Regions from separate parts of the Canis lupus genome. Here region 1 is linked to region 2. A link is a contact called in public Hi-C data. All regions are on one chromosome and are shown on one strand. Each heading gives the region's core, a stretch centred on a gene start, on an enhancer-like site or on the middle of the called end of the contact. The rest is flanking DNA. Distances are from core to core; before and after follow the strand shown.

Region 1 (2,700 bases), core at 174-2,673, 210 kb after region 2:
TATAGAAGTGCAGACCCAGGGGAGGGAGAGAACAGGACTCCCTGAGTCTTGTTCTTCTCCTCAGTGCAGAGGCACTATCAACTAGTCAATAGTATCATTTTGCTTTAGATTCATATAGACCTGGATTCCAACCCTCCCAAGTCATGCCACTTGGGTAAGTGATACCTCTTCATAATTCTCAGTGCGCACGTCTATGTAGGAGAGTAATCACCATCTCCTGGGGCATTGTCTAGGTAAATAAAATAGTGCTAGTGAGGTATTTGGTACAGACCCAGGAACATAATGAGTTCGATCAATCGTTTCCATGATGAATACATCTGAATTTATGTCCATCTTCTGTGATTCTACTGGGGAAAAGGATTTAAAACCCACTTGATATAGGAGTGTTGAATCTTTCAGTAGTTATTTCCAGGTTCATGAGGTCCCTTCTTGGAGCTTTGCAACTACAGAATACACCATTTTGGCAGGGTTGCTTCAGTGGTGCTGGTCATTTTGGGGTTTCTCCACATCCTGGAACAGTTTTCTCTTTACCTGCTTTAGACACATGTAGGAGTTCTTGGCAGAGATCACACAAATTAGCACAGGCTTTGTTTTCCAGAGACCTAAGTGACCGTGGGAAATTTACTAACATCTCTGAAACCCCATGCTCTCAATTATAAAAGAAGTTTAAGATTTGCTCTGAAGGATCATCATAAGTGTAAAAGAGAAGAAATGAGATCACTACATGAAATTTTCTAGTTAACACTGAGCAATATATGAGAAGTACAATAAAGAGAATCTACTATGTCTCATTTATTCCTACTCATAAATGTTACTTCCCTTCTCTCCCATTTTCATGGCACATGTCACTAGTGTTTAGAGCCCCTAAACAGTAGTTGGTAATTCTCCCTTAGGGGAAGACAATAATGATGCTGAGTTGGTCTCAGCCACAGTAAACCTTTGCCCAGAGACAAAAACAAAGTCTGCTAGCAAAAAACTAGCACCCTTCCTTACCAGCCTTTAGCAAAGACCCAATTCCCATGAGCGAAATGAGTAATTGCTACAGGAAAATAGGCCATGTGCATTTATATAGTGAGAGGTGTTTTATAGGATTAGGTGGGTGATGAAAAAGTAATCACTATAATAATTTTATAACTTAGACATAAAAGAGAGAGAGTTGAGAAAGACAAGTTCTCTTGTTAAATATTTGCCATTTAATGTCTTTTTATCTTCAGGCAAGTCAATGTGTTTTCTTATAAATCAGCAAGAAGTAGACTCAGATATCTTAGAAGAGGAATGGACTTGAGATGCCACGTGGCACAATCTGCCCTTCACAGAGAAAAACCCACCCAAGATCAGAGAAGATGAGTGAACGTGCCCAAGGTCAGGCGCTGCCTTTTGTTTTGACTCCCTGTAGAGAGATCTCACACTGACACACACTGCCTCTCTCTGGCAAGTGAGGTAAGAGTTGCACAACAGAATCCTGAAATAAGGTCATTTATAACTGCCAGTGACAGTCACCTTCTCTTTTATTATTGAGAAAATGCTCATCTAAACTTGTTATCGGAACACACAGACTGAGCAAGAAGGAATATATTTTTTTACACGTCAGAAAGCCAGGGGTAATAGAACATTCACATTCTGGAGAAAAGCGAGATAATAAATTGCCATGACATACAGACAGCTCATGAGTGGTTTCTAAAATCCTGACTTCTTGAAAACAAACCAAGGGCAGCAGAGAGTAAAATCCATAACCGTGTGCTTCCTGTGTGGGTGTGTTGGACTGAACATACATATGATTGCATCACAGAAATGATCCCCTGGAAAGAGGAGTGCACTGTTTCTCAACAAAGGGAGACAAGGAAAGAAATCAACATTTCTTGAGCTCTACTTGGCTCTGGAAGTGTTTGCAAATGGCAGAGTGAGATTTTGAACCGAGATTCAACTAAGTTTTAAACCTGGGTTATTTCCCAATAAGTCAAGGAAATAGCCCAACTCCTCCTGGCATATTGCCAAGCAAGCATCTCTTCCAGGAGGGTGATTATAGTTCCCACAGACAGGAATTGTGTGCAGGGTTAGGGGAAAGGCCAGTGGCTCCGACGTGCTTGGCATGAAGGCTATGACTACAGGAACTAATTCAGACGGACTAGTCATCACAGTTGATTGATCGGGGAAGTTGATTTTAGTGAACACAAATCTGCAGGCGTCATCATCACACCATGAGACAGATAGACTAACCTGATTGGCGAGACTAATAGTGAAGGTCGGACCTCATTTTGGAACCTAATGTTTATTAAGATAAGAGAGAAGCTTGCCTCATCCCAGACTGTCAACAGTGAAGAGGGAGATTCAGAGGGAGGGAATTCCCCTTAAAATGGCATACCAAATATTTCAAGACTAAAATTTTGATGACACATTATGTGGAGTATAACCAACCCCCATATTATGAAGGTAATACATTGATAACTCATCAAAAAAAAACCCAACAACACAGTCCAAACTTTTTTTTAGAGGGGGGAGGAGCAGAGGGAAAGGAAGAGAGAGAATCTTAAGCAGGCTCTTGTGCAAAACTCAGGGCTCAATCTCAACCCTGAGGTCATGACCTGGACTGAAATCAATAGTTGGACATTCAACTAATTAAGCCACCCAGGCTCCCCACAGTCCAAACTTCACACCCAAGCAGCATTCTTCCATCTTGTAGAATTGTTGAATTCTGAGTGT
Region 2 (2,700 bases), core at 99-2,598:
CCATTTTATGGTTGATGCGAATACAACGGTAACCTGATCCCTTGCACGGCTTTTCTGGGAACCAGTGATGTTTATAATGTTCTATAGGAAGACAGGAGGAGGAGGAGGAGGAAAAGAACAGAGAAACAACACTTAGATCGTTACTGTTACACATCCCGCCGCAGCCTCTTCCCGCTTCCGCCGGCTCCTCTGAGAAGTGAAAAATGTGAAGCCACCAACTTTTAAAAAAAAAAAAATGCCCAGCGTTGCCCTCGCGGGGCCGAGCGTGCGCGGGGCCGGCCGGCGAGCGCGCGGGCCTGGAGAGGGCACCCGGCGGGGCGCGGGGCGCGGGACAAACCCATTCCCAGGAACCGACCGGTCGAGGCGGCGGGGCGGCCCCGGCGGAGCCTCTACCTCCTCCGGCCCGGGAGCCGGGGGCCCGGCCCGGCCGCGCACAATGGGCCTGACGGCTTCGGCGGAGGCGCCGCCGGGCTGTTCACCCCGAAGGGGAGGAAAACCAGCAGCCCTAAGCCCCGCGCCGGGCAGGGCTGTAACCCGGCCGGGGACGAACCCAGTGATTAATGGGCCGCGGAGGGGGCGCGGGGAGACCCCGGGCCGGGCCGCCGAGCGCACGACGGGCCGGGGGGGGGGGGGGGCGCCGGAGCAACCCCAGCCCCGCAGCTCCTTTGTCCCGTCCGAGGGCCGCAGCTCCCGCCCGGGGGCCGTAGTTTCTTTGTTGCGCGCCCGTCCTTCTCCCCTCCGAGGGCCGGCCGCGGGGCGCGGGGCGCGGGGCGCCGCGGGGGCCTCGCCGGGACCCGCCGTTAGCGGCCGCCCCGACGGCCCGGGCCGCTCCCGCCCGCGCCCCCGCCCCCCCGCCCGCCCGGCGCGGCCGCCTCACCTGCCAGCAGCTCCTGCAGGCTCTGGCTGAAGGTCTGCAGCTGTCGCTCGCTCGTGAGCCCCTTGGTGCGGAGGAACTTGGAGATGAAGGACACGGCGGCGGCGATCTCGCCTATCATGGTGGCGGCCCGGGTGTAGAAGGGATGCATGGGGGCGGCGGGCGGGGCGGCCCGGGGCGGCCGGGGCTCGGCGGCGCGGCCCCGACGGCGGAGCGGCCACCCCGGGCTCCCTCGCGGCTCACAGGGCTGAGAGGAACAGAGGGCGGGAGGGGCGGGCAGCTACTTTTTTTTTCTCTCTCCTTTATAGTAAAAAAAAAAAAAAAGTTATTTTCACGACAGGAGGCGGCAGGCGAGAGGAAGAGACGAGCGACGGCGGCCTGGTCACATCGCTCGGACTTCCCCAGCCGCCTCCGCGTCCAGCTCCGCAGCCTCCGAAGCTCCCGACAGTTGCATTTCCAGCTCGGAGGGGCGAAGAGATGCAGGCGCCGTGCGGTAGCTTTTATAGCGCCGAGAAAGGAAGTGGCGTAGCCGGGGGGGGGGGGACGGCCGGCCGCAGCCAATCCGGAGATCGCACCATTGTGACGTAGCGGATTCGGAGCCGGAGGGGGCGGGCAAAGGGAGCAGGGGGCGGGGGCCGGGGCCCGGCCGAGAGGGAGGGGCTGACGTAATCCGCTTGTAAACAAATAAACTCCCGAGCGGCGGCGGCGGCGGCGGCGGGCTGGGCCGGGACGCGGGGGGCGGGGGCGGGGGCGGGGGGCCGAGCGCGGGTGCGCGAGTGAAAGCCCCGCCCCGGGCCGCGCTCCTCCCCCCGCTGGGGCGGCTGCGGGACGCGGGGCGCGGGGCCGGGGGCGGCGGGGCTCGGCCGGTCCGCGCGCGCGGGCGCCGGAGGTGCGGACCCGGAGGAGCGGCGGCCGCCCGGGGTCGGGGCCGGGCGCCCACGGGCTCGCGGAGGCGGAGGCGGAGGCGGAGGGGAGGCGCGGAGCGAAGGCTCCGTAAAGGTCTGACTGCAAAATACAGAAAAGGGCAGCGTCGGGCTGCGGCCGCCGTAACTTCGGGGCGCAGAGGAGAGGAGCGCGGACCTTGGGGAATCCGGCCCCGCGCCGCCGGCAGAGCCCGGCACCCCAGATCCGTGTAGACGCGGCGCCCGTAAAGTTTAAGCGGAATTGGGGGGTGGGGAGGCAGTATGATGCCTTTTACACCGTTTATACCCTAACCAAAGGTTGGCTGCTCTTCTTCCTCCCCTCCCCCCCATCCAGTCCAAATAACTGTGGGGCCCTTAGAGTGCTGCTGCTCATTAGAAAAACAGAAAAAAATAAATAGTGAATTTGGAGCTTGTCAAAGTATTAGTCGTAGGCATCTGAGTTTACTGGAAACCCTACTGGCGAAACTAGAAAAGAAAAAAAAAAAGAAGAAGAAAAAAAAAAAAGGACTGTTGTACTAGGGCTGAGCCTGCTAAAATGATTAAGCCCAGGAGAGGGTTAAGCCTGACTCGGTTAAGGAGGAGGGGGCAGAAAAAGGGAGATGGTGAGTCCCGGCAGATGGAGGAAGCAAACAAGAGGCAGAAGTTGGACTCCACCAGATGGAAATAAATATCCTGAGTTGAGTTGGTCATCAATATTGCAAAACACACCACTTGGAGTTGTGTGTGTGTGTGTGTGTCTGTGTTTTTAAGTACTGAGCCAGCGGGTATAGAAATGAAGCAAAAGGAGGATGTTGCAAAGCGGAGGGAGAAGACATTTATTGTTTAAATGGAACACGTAAAACTGGGTTTGAAGGAACACCCTTGAGATTGTTTATTCATCCATACACAGTAATTAGTTACATG

What was found. A called contact is a pair of places that touch in the nucleus more often than the background predicts.
Region 1: a contact with region 2 is called in a Hi-C map of blood, with 2.4 times the contacts expected there. The contact joins the enhancer-like site here to the promoter of BTG1 in region 2. A contact is called at or near these places in 2 of 9 Hi-C or Micro-C datasets (amygdala and blood).

Annotation. Positions count from the first base shown.
Region 1 is chr15:33,162,543-33,165,242 of UU_Cfam_GSD_1.0, forward strand. No RefSeq gene overlaps it. Among named protein-coding and RNA genes, the nearest start is that of TRNAK-CUU, 130 kb to the left of the region's middle. Within about 2 kb of position 1,424, at least 6 of the 20 cell types and tissues checked have an H3K27ac peak or open chromatin away from gene starts, as enhancers often do. A contact at or near this core is called in blood, where this site is marked.
Region 2 is chr15:32,950,161-32,952,860 of UU_Cfam_GSD_1.0, forward strand. BTG1 (protein BTG1) reads right to left here and starts at 1,349. Exons shown (of 2, transcript XM_038558635.1): 1 at 878-1,349; 2 at 1-81. The coding sequence starts at 1,025.